2 separate regions of the Oryctolagus cuniculus genome follow, and region 1 is linked to region 2. Evidence: chromatin contacts called from public Micro-C data. All regions are on one chromosome and are shown on one strand. Each heading gives the region's core, a stretch centred on a gene start, on an enhancer-like site or on the middle of the called end of the contact. The rest is flanking DNA. Distances are from core to core; before and after follow the strand shown.

Region 1 (4,947 bases), core at 905-3,404, 130 kb before region 2:
TTCAGGTGGCTGCAAGGAGACACCTGGAGGGACCAGCCCACTGACAGCTGGGACTGTGGCTCCGGGGCTGCAGGGAGAGGTGCAGACTGGGGAATGGCACGGCTGGGAGGCAACAGCAGACAGAGGGTCCTGAAAGACTTGAGAGGAAGGGATTCTCTCAGAAGGCACAGATAGGAAGAAAAGGCAAACGCTTCTACTCTGCCAGTGAGTAACTGACGTCAAGGACGGGGTGAAGAGAGGAGACAGTGGTCAGAGTAGGAGGAGGGGAGGAGGGGAGTGAGACAACAAACCAGTGTCTTAGCTGCAGAAAGTAGGGAGAAGAAACCCCAGGAAGCCACCAGGCAGAGTCCCAGCTGTCACTCTGGCCTTCCCACGCCTGCTGGAGAGAGCACGGGAGAGAGGACGTCCTCCTCCTCTGTCCTCCTGGACTTCTCCCAGGGGAGCCCAACAGCCCGCGTGCCAGGCACCGAGGCCTCGCCGGCAGCTTGAGAAAATCACACACACTCGCGCACGCACCCGGGCCTCAGATCCAGACTGCACAGGAAGCTGCCCGAGCTGCCAAGCCTGCTTCACCCACCACCCTCCACGGTGACTTCAGTCTCCGCAAAGTTCTCAGATGTTACTCATTTCTTTGAAAGGTAGAGACACAGAGGGAAATGGAGGTCTTCCATCTGCTGGTTCATTTCCCCAAATGGCTGCTACGGTCGGGGCTGGGCCAAACTGAAGCTGAAGCCAAGAGCCCAGAACCCCACACCCAGGTCCCCCATGGGGGTGACAGTGGCCCAGGTACTTGGGCCATCTCCCACTGCTTTCCCAGGCACATCAGCAGGGAGCTGGATGGGAAAGCAAAGCAGCCAGGACTCAAATCTGTCCTCCGATATGAGATGCTAGCATTGAAAGCAGTGGCTTGATCTGCGCCACAACACCACCCAGGGGAAAGTTCCCAATGACGACTCCTTGGGGCTGGCATCCTTTGTGGGCACCGGTTCAAGTCCCAGTGTCTCCACTTCCGATCCAGCTCCCCGCTAATGTCCCTGGGAAAGCAGCAGCAGATGGCCCCAGTGCGTGGGCCCCTGCGTCCAAGCCAGAGACCCAGAAAAAGTTCCTGGCTCCTGGTTTCAGCCTGGCCCAGTTCCAAATAATAAATAAATCTATTTATTTATTTATTTATTTATTTGAAAAACAGAGTTGGGGGGGGGGGGGTTGAGAATCTTCCATCTGCTGGTTCACTCCCCAAACAGCCAACATAACAGCCAACGTTATGTAATCAGTGCTTCGCTGCCACAACCACTACCTGTGCGTCTTCCTGCTTCACGCCCATTCTCCCCAGCCTCCCTCTCATTTTCCTTTCTTGGATTCTTGTCTTGGCCTCTCCAGAAAGGAAGGTTGGATTTTAGGAGAGAGAAGGAGGGAGGGACTGCAGAAGTGGGGAACACACCTGACAGCCTTAGCAACACACAAACACAGGACCCGTGCATGTCAGTGCAATCCCCGGGCGCCCAGCCATATGCCTAAGTCACGGCAGATTCCCTCCACAGCCTCTGGACATCCCAGTGCTACCCCCAATCAGCCCAGGAACATCCTGGTGCCTTGTCAGGTGCACCTCATGCCAACCCCACCCCAGGCAACTCTCTCTGGCCCGTCCATGATTCCAACCTCCTTCCAGATCCTGGCTCAAGTCATTGTGAGTACTGAAAGAAGTGGGCACCCTCGGAGGAGTTCTGATCTGGAACCCTTCCGGGAGACCGCGATGGGCCCTCAGCATGCATGTGCACACGAACTGGGGGCCTGAGTCTGCAGCCTGCGGACTTCCTCCACATTCCCCTGGGCCCATCGCATCCCAAGGCCGGTGGGCTGGGTCGAGAAATGGCGGATGCCCATTTTACAGACGATGAAACTGAGGCCAGCCAAGTGTGGCGCTTTGCTCAAAGGCAAGGATGTCATGGAAGTAGAAAACGTAGAGCATCTGAGCCTCAGCCTCAACTGCCAGCTGTGAGCCCACAAGGCGGCTTAGACCAGCAGGGGTCGAATTCACGCCTCCCCCCCACCACACACACACACCCCCGCTGGTCTCGCCAAAGCCATACCTCCTCCTTGGCGGTCGCTGGGGAAAAGGGAGAGAGCGGCCACAGCTTGTCTCTTTAATGCGCGCCCCCGGAGGCCCGGCGCGCCCCCGCCACTATAACTGGAGTGCATGGAGCGGGCTGCTCTCAGAGAGCCAAGGGCGGGCGTTGGGCACCCGCCCGCCGACTTTCCCCAAGTGCGAGCGGCGCCCGTCAGTCCCGCCTCCATGGATACGCCCGGGGGCACCTACTGCTGAGGAACGAATGCTTGCGGGTCCCTGAGCCCGGGTGCACCTGGCCGCCGCCCCGAGAGTCCCGCGGGCCGGGCCGCCTGCCCACAGCGCTCGCCGTCGGGCGAGGGCTCCGCCGCCGCCACGCCCCGCGCCCGCGCCCCAGCCGCCCCATGCTGGTGCACACTTACTCCGCCATGGTGAGTAGCCCCGCACCGGGGGGTCGAGGAGCCGGAGCGCCAGGCCCTCCACGGGTTCCCGTCCCCGCACCAACGAACTCTGGGCGGGCGGGCGCCGCGGAGACTCCGCCAGCTGAGAGCGCTCGCCCGTTCGCCCCGCGGGTCATTCTGAGACGGACTTGGGCCCCCGAGAAGGGACGGCAGCGGGGCCCACGCGAGCTTAGGAGGACTCCCTCGGGCTTGGTCGTTTCAGTGCCACTGCGTCGTCTAACGCGCCCCTCTCCGTCCCCAGGAGCGCCCCGACGGGCTGGGCGCAGCGGCCGGCGGGGCCCGTCTGTCGTCCCTGCCGCAGGCGGCCTATGGACCGGCGCCGCCGCTCTGTCACACGCCGGCCGCCGCCGATTTCCAGCCGCCCTACTTCCCGCCGCCCTACCCGCAACCGCCGCTGCCCTACGGCCAAGCGCCCGACGCCGCCGCCGCCGCCTTTCCGCACCTGGCCGGAGACCCGTACGGCGGCCTGGCGCCGCTGGCGCAGCCGCAGCCCCCGCAAGCCGCCTGGGCCGCGCCCCGCGCCACCGCCCGCGCCCACGATGAGCCGCCCGGCTTGCTGGCGCCGCCTGCCCGGGCCCTGGGCCTCGACCCGCGCCGCGACTACGCCGCCGCTGTGCCCAGGCTCCTGCACGGCCTGGCCGACGGCGCGCACGGCCTGGCTGACGCGCCCCTCGGCCTTCCGGGGCTGGCAGCTCCGCCTGGCCTGGAGGACCTGCAGGTGAGGCCGGAGAGCTTGGGGATGTGCAGAGGACAGGCCGTGGTGATTCTGCAGCCTGGCTGGGGACCAAAACAGCGATCCGTGCAAACGCCCCCCCGAATTTCCTCCGGGCCCGCATTGCTTCCCTCGTGACTCCGAGGATGCGCCCCACAGCCTGGGTTAGACAGGGTCTGGCCCTTCAGGCGGCCCGGCCCCAGGTCCGCGAGCAGTGCCCGAAGGCGGCATACCTCGGTGGGACCGGGCTGCTTCCCTCCTTACCCTCTGTGCGGTTGAGCCTCACGGGGCATCCCTGCCCAGGCCCGGGCTGCTGCTGGGGCAGCCACACCTGGTGCGAAGAGGCGCGCGGTAGTTGCCCGTCTAAGGCGAGGTTCCCAGGCCACCAGCCCGCCCGCAGATGGGGCCGAAGCGCGGCGATTCTCGGTCCCGCTCGTAGCGGCCGCAGGTGCGCATTAGGCAGAGCCCATAGGGATGCGGCGCAGCGCGGGCTTGGGAAGCGATGGCCACGCGATCCACGCCGCCCTTTTCTGCTTGCAGGCCGTGGACGAGCCGGGAATGAGCCTCCTGGACCAGTCGGTGATCAAAAAAGGTAAGGAATGCCTGTGCGTCCGCGGGGGCAGTGCCGGGTGAGACGCCGCAGGCCCCAGACGCACGGACCCACGTTTTCCGCGGGGGGCCGCCGCCGGGAGCTTGTTCCAGCCCAGCAAAGGGGCGGCGAGGCTGTGGGCCCGGCCAGGTGCGGGCAGCGGCGCGGGCTTGGCTTGGCAAGCTGGTCCCGGGGCGAGCCGCCCGGGTGGGCCTGAGCCTAACGGTTCTGGGTGGAGGGCGCTCTTGTGGATGCAGAACGAGTTGAGCCACTTCCGCGTGTCCTCGGAGGTGGGAACGGGAGCGCTGTTCTCGTGGGTTTGGGTAAACGATTTCCAGCTTACAGGGCCTTGGTATCGCTTTGTGCCCGTTCCTTGCCAGCTTGGCCCCGCTGGGCTGATGGGTGGGCGCGTGTTCTGATCTCCCCAGGCCGTTTGCTCTCAGCCGGAGCTGCTGGCCATTTGGGAGGAGGGAAGCTGGTGTGAGAGTGTGGCTCGCGAGGCCGGGTGGCGGCTGCTGCTGTAGGCCTCCGTCAGGGGCCTGCGTGTGGCTCCATGCTCCTCTCCTGCGTGGCTTTGCGTTTCCTGGCGCGTGGATGTCTGATGTGAGTGTGTGTGTGCTGCTCTCTGTGTGTGCTGGGACACATTGCTCCGTGTTTGGGGGTCTCCACGTGCGTGAAGGTTCTCCGTGTGACCTGGAATGTGTTCTTTGAGGGCGTCTACAAACGTGAGGTCCCTCCCTGTGTATTTCCAGGGGTGTTTACCTTTGCAAAAGCCAGGGTGAGAGACCCACCGAGTGGATTTTCCCCCAAGGACCAAGTTCTTGTGGTTCCCTGGGAAAGGAGAGACACACAGAGACAGGAAGGGGCACAGACTCAGAAAGGGCCCCGGGAAGTGGGCCAGCTCCCTAGCTCTGGGTCCGTGCAAGAGGGGATTCCAAGCCCACCAGAGCCCCGCGGCCAGTGCTTTCAAACAAGTGAATTCAAGCCCAGGCTGTTTGCCCTCCACCTGCTCTCCGGGGAGGCTCAGGGTGGGGGGGGGGGGCAGCGGCTGGGAGGTGGCTGAAAGGCCTGGAGGTTGGAGTAGGTGGATGAAGGGACAGGGTGCCCTGAACTTGGGTGGGGG
Region 2 (5,062 bases), core at 2,282-4,781:
CCTGGGGCCTAGATGGTGCTGCCTTCTGCTGGAAACGCCGGATAAGCTCCTTGCGATTGTCTAAGATGGTATCGAAGCTGTCCTGCAGCCGGGCCTGCTGGTCAACCAGCTGGTGCTGCAGGCCCCGGATCCACTGGAGCAGTGCCAGGCGCCGGTACATCACCAGGTGCACATGGTGCTTCTCCTTCTCCCGCTCTTTATAGCGCTCCTGAGCCTGCAGCTGTTGCACAGCCTGGGCCACGGAGGGCAGAAGAGGATCCGGGGGGCCCAGGCCTCGAGGGGTCCCACAGGCAGACTCAGGACTGCTGCTGCGGCTGTCGATACTCAGGGAGCTGCTGGTATAGCCGTTGTCCTCCAGAGGGGAGCAGAGTGTGCTGGTGCCCCCCATCTTCTCAGGCTCAACCCCGGGAATCTCTGCTCCCTCCGGGGGGCTGCGGACGCCCTCCTCGGGGGCTCTGGGAGCCTGGTTGTTGGAGGGCTGCTCGGGGGAGCTCCTCCTCAGGACGGGCTCCACGGTGCCTGGCATCCCGTGCCAGTTCTCATTGGCGTCCCTGGGATTTGCCATGAAGTTGGAGTTGCTGTCTGGTTGGGGCTGGCATACTCCGGGGGGCGGGCCCCCCAGGAACGGGCCCCCCTCAGCTAGCCCTGGCTCCATGGCGAACATCTGGTCTGCAAAGGGGAAGCAGAAGAGTCACACAGGACAGAGCCACAGCAGCCTGGCCACAGGGCAGCAGGCACACGCCTGGCAGCTCCTTGTCATCCCCTCCCCTTGGCTGGGCTCGCACTGCCCCTGCTGGTCCCCACCTCCCTCACTGCTCCTTTGCAGTAGCCTGCACAGCGTGTTTTTCAGCGCTCCGAGGCAGGCTGCCTTTTCGTTCTACACGCTTCTCCCCAGATGACCCGGCTGTGGGCTGCAGCTTTGGGAATCATCATATGCTGGTAACTCTCCAATCTGTCTCCAGCCCAGATCCAACTGTTACCCAGCCCTGCAGCCACCCACAGGCCCCTGGAAATCTCCCAGTCCCAGCCAGCTCCCATCTTCGTGTCCTCAGCAAGACGGCTCTGCTCCCTGTTCAGCCACCCCAGCCAGAGCCCGGAAGCATCCTGGAATAAGCATTTTCCTTCCGTCCCTCATCTCTTATCAATCACCAAATTCAGACAATTCTTCCTCTTCAATTTCGTTTGGCTCAGGCCATTTTTTACCTGGACTAGTGCCACAGCCTTTTCACTAATCTCTCTTCCTGTGGCTAAACATGTAAATTTGGGGGCTCAACGTGGTTGCACAGCAGGTGAAGCTGTTGTGGCAATGCTGGCATCCCATATCAGAAAGCTGGTTCAAGTCCCAGCTGCTCTACTTCCAATCCAGTTTCCTGTTAATGCATCTGGGAAGGCCGTGGAAGATGGCCCAAGTACTTGGGCCCCTACCACTCACATAGGGACCAGGATGGAGTTCCTGGCTCCAGGCTTCAGCTTGGCCCAGCCCTGGCTGTTGCAGCCATTTGGAGAGTGAACTAGTAGACAGAAGATTGGTATTTCTCTCTTCTCTCTGTCACTGACTTTTTTTTTTTTTTTTTTTTTTGGACAGGCAGAGTGGACAGTGAGAGAGAGAGACAGAGAGAAAGGTCTTCCTTTTGCCGTTGGTTCACCCTCCAATGGCCGCCACGGCCGGCGCACCGCACTGATCTGATGGCAGGAGCCAGGTGCTTCTCCTGGTCTTCCATGGGGTGCAGGGCCCAAGCACCTGGGCCATCCTCCACTGCACTCCCTGGCCACAGCAGAGAGCTGGCCTGGAAGAGGGGCAACCGGGACAGAATCCGGCGCCCCGACCGGGACTAGAACCCGGTGTGCCGGCACCGCAGGCAGAGGATTAGCCTAGTGAGCCGCGGCGCCGGCCATGTCACTGCCTTTCAAATAAATAAATGAATTTTTTAAAAAAGATTTATTTAATTATTTGAAAGGCAGAGTTAGAGAGAGAGAGAGAGAGAGACACCTTCCATCCGCTGGTTCACTCCCCAGATGGCTGCAATGGCCGGAGCTGTGGCAATCTGAAGCCAGGAGCCAGGAGCTTCTTCCAGGTCACCCATGAGGGTGCAGGGGCCCAAGGCCTTGGGCCATCTTCCACTGCTTTCCCAGGCCACAGCAGAGAGCTGGATTGGAAGTGGAGCAGCCGGGTCTCAAACCAGCGCCCATATGGGATGCTGGCACTGCAGGCGGTGGCTTTACCCGCTATGCCACAATGCCAGCCCCATAAATAAATGAATTTTAAAATGCAAATTTAAAAATTGAGTGAGTACTGTTCCTGAACTCCTCTTAAAGATCTACATGGCCTAATGGCCCTGAGCACCCGCACCCTGCCTCCCATCACATCCGACTGCTCCAGGAGCTCAAGATCCACTATTGTTGCGCTCCACTATGGCTCTGGCCTGCAGTGCCTGCCTCTCCCTTCCCCTCTAAGCTCCTCCCTCTCCACCCGGCAAATGCTCTGAGGCCTGCCTGAGAATCCCCCCTCCATCTGCCCCGCCCTTAATAAATGTAAACACAGTTCCTCATGCCTTCCTCCAGCTCCCCCCATCACGCTCCTGGAGCAAGCACTGAGGTGCCACGCCCGATGCGCCATCCCTCTTCCCCCACCACCTGCATCCTGGCCCTAGTTTGCCCCATCCGGAGTTCCAGGAGGGAGTGCAAAGGGCATCCCTCTTCCTAGCAGGGCTTCCACCAAAATCCCGGTCTGAACTGAGAAGAGGTTTCTCCCGACCACGACCACACACTTACTCCCAGGACAGGGAAACCGGAGGGTCACTAAGGGGTACAAGGTAAGGGCAGCAGGCCCCAGGGGGACCCCTAAGGTGGCACAGGCTCTTCCCACAGTTGGGAGAGGGCAGAAGGCCTGGAAGGATCCAGTGGGAACGATTCCCGCGGTGACCTGCGGACCCCCAGGCCTCCCACCAAAGTGTGCACTTAGGTGCCTGGAGCCTCCCCCGAGTCTTTTTCCTAAGCAGGCTGGAATGGGCTGGTGGTGGCGCTGAGGATCCTGGGTTCTCAGCGATAGTAAAATGGGGATCAGACCCCGGCCCCACCCCCAGTTAATCCGCAATTTGCCAGGGCCGGGAGCAGCGGCGGCCGCCCTTCCTTCCTGGCGCTGCCGGAGACGTCCCCCGGGGAATAGGGCAGAGGCCGTCCCCGCAGAGCTCCGCGGAGGGGCCGCTGGGCGCGGGCTGCAGCCCCCAGCCCCCGGCCCCCGCGGCGGGGCCCCCAGTCCTCCCCCTCGGCCCGGACTCACGGCCTGGAGGCGCCCGCTCCGGCGCAGCTGGCTCTGGTTCCGGCGCGCCCCGCTCGGCCTGGGGGTGTCTCGCCCGGGCTTTCCCGCGGCCCGGGCCCGGACTGCGGCTGCTGGCGGCGTCTGCGCGGCGGGGCGGGGTTGGGGCGGCCCACGTGGGCCGGTTCGGTTCTGCGTGGGAGCCTTGCGCGGGGCCCCTGCGCCGCAGCCGCCTCCCCCGCGCCGGCTGCTCAAGGCCAGGCCTTCCAGGTCTGGCTGTCGCCTAACGGCGCTCGCTGGGCCCCTCCTTCCTCGAGGCTGTGGCACGCACCGCAGCCTCTGCCTGAAATGTTGTCTCCTGGCTAGGCTTCCCCACATTTCAGATCTGAGAAACCTTCTGTGATCCCCGAGACAAGACTGGTCCCCCGCTTTGTATCATCTCAGAGCACTTATGTTCCTTTGATCAAAATCTGGAATTTTATATTAATTGTGTGCACATCTGATTCATCATTAATGAAAGCTACTTTAAAAAATTATTTAGGGGCCTCAGCGGCCATTTGGGGAGTGAACCAACGGAAGGAAGACCTTTCTGTCTCTCACTATCATTCTGTCAAATAAATTAAAAAAAAATTTAAAAAGTGCACGCCCCATATAAAAAATTATTTATGTATTTGAAAGGCAGAGTTCCAGAGAGGGAGAGAAGAGATCCAGCCCCCAAATGGCCGTGGCCACAATGGTGGAGCCAGGAGCCTGAAACTCTATTTGGGTCTGCCACTTGAGTGGCAGGGGTCCAAGCCCTTGGGACGTCCTTTGCTGCTTTCCCAGGTACATTAGCAGGGAGCCTGATTTGAAGTGGAGCAGCAGGGACTCCGCCAGCCTTCCTATGGATCTTGGCATTGCAGGCCTGGGCTTACCCCACTGCGCCACAAAGCCAGACTGAAGGCTACTTTTTTTTTTTTTTTTTTTTTTTTTTTTTAATATGCTGTGGCGTATTGGGTAAAGCCACCGCCTGCAATGCCGGCATCCCATATAGGTGTTGGTTCGAGTCTCCGCTGCTCCACTTCTGATCTAGCTCTCTGCTATGACCTGGGAAAGCAGTAGAAGATAGCCCAAGTCCTGGGCCCCTGTACCCACGTGGGAGACCCGGAGGAAGCTCCTGGCTCCTGGCTTCAGATCTGTGCAGCTCTGGCCATTGCAGCAACTTGGGGAATGAAGCAGGAATGAAAGACACACACACACTCTCTCTCTCTCTCTGCCTCTCCTTCTCTCTCTGTGTAACTCTAACTTTCAAATAAATAAATAAATCTTTAAAAAAAAAATAGAAAGAGTCCCCTGGGACAGAGCTCAGGTTGCAGAGAATTCCTGCTAGGCACAGACGCCCTCCGTGGCGCCTGCACAGTGGGTTCCTGTGCAGTTGCCCATGTGCACAGATGTAACTGGATAAGAAAGTCCTCGGTCCCAAGCTGGAGTAGCTTGTCAGAGTTCCACTCACTGACCCTGATCCCTGTCACTCCCTTCCTCCTTGTAGTACGTGTGTAGAGAGCTCAGTTTGCAATTAGAGAACAGAGTCATTTCTGACCCTATGAAGCATCCTCTTCCGGTTCCCACGTGATTCTGACTCACCATTCTACAACCTGGAGACCCGATGGCACATCGCACCACACCAACAAACCTACATGCAAAAGCAGGGGAACTGGAGAGAAAAAATTATGATCACAACAACTGCGATTTTAAAACAGAATAGGGGATAGAAGGCAAAAGTCAAAGTTTGGGTAACAGCTAAGAGAATATAGGTGGTGACTTCAG

The links. A called contact is a pair of places that touch in the nucleus more often than the background predicts.
Region 1: a contact with region 2 is called in a Micro-C map of ear pinna, with 5 times the contacts expected there. The contact joins the promoter of TFAP2E here to the promoter of C7H1orf216 in region 2. A contact is called at or near these places in 3 of 6 Hi-C or Micro-C datasets (ear pinna, psoas muscle and an unstated tissue).

What each region holds. Positions count from the first base shown.
Region 1 is chr7:137,041,546-137,046,492 of mOryCun1.1, reverse strand. TFAP2E (transcription factor AP-2 epsilon) reads left to right here and starts at 2,154. Exons shown (of 7, transcript XM_051832042.2): 1 at 2,154-2,493; 2 at 2,765-3,241; 3 at 3,776-3,827. The coding sequence starts at 2,467.
Region 2 is chr7:136,912,757-136,917,818 of mOryCun1.1, reverse strand. C7H1orf216 (chromosome 7 C1orf216 homolog) reads right to left here and starts at 3,531. Exons shown (of 2, transcript XM_002720692.5): 1 at 3,281-3,531; 2 at 1-669. The coding sequence starts at 664.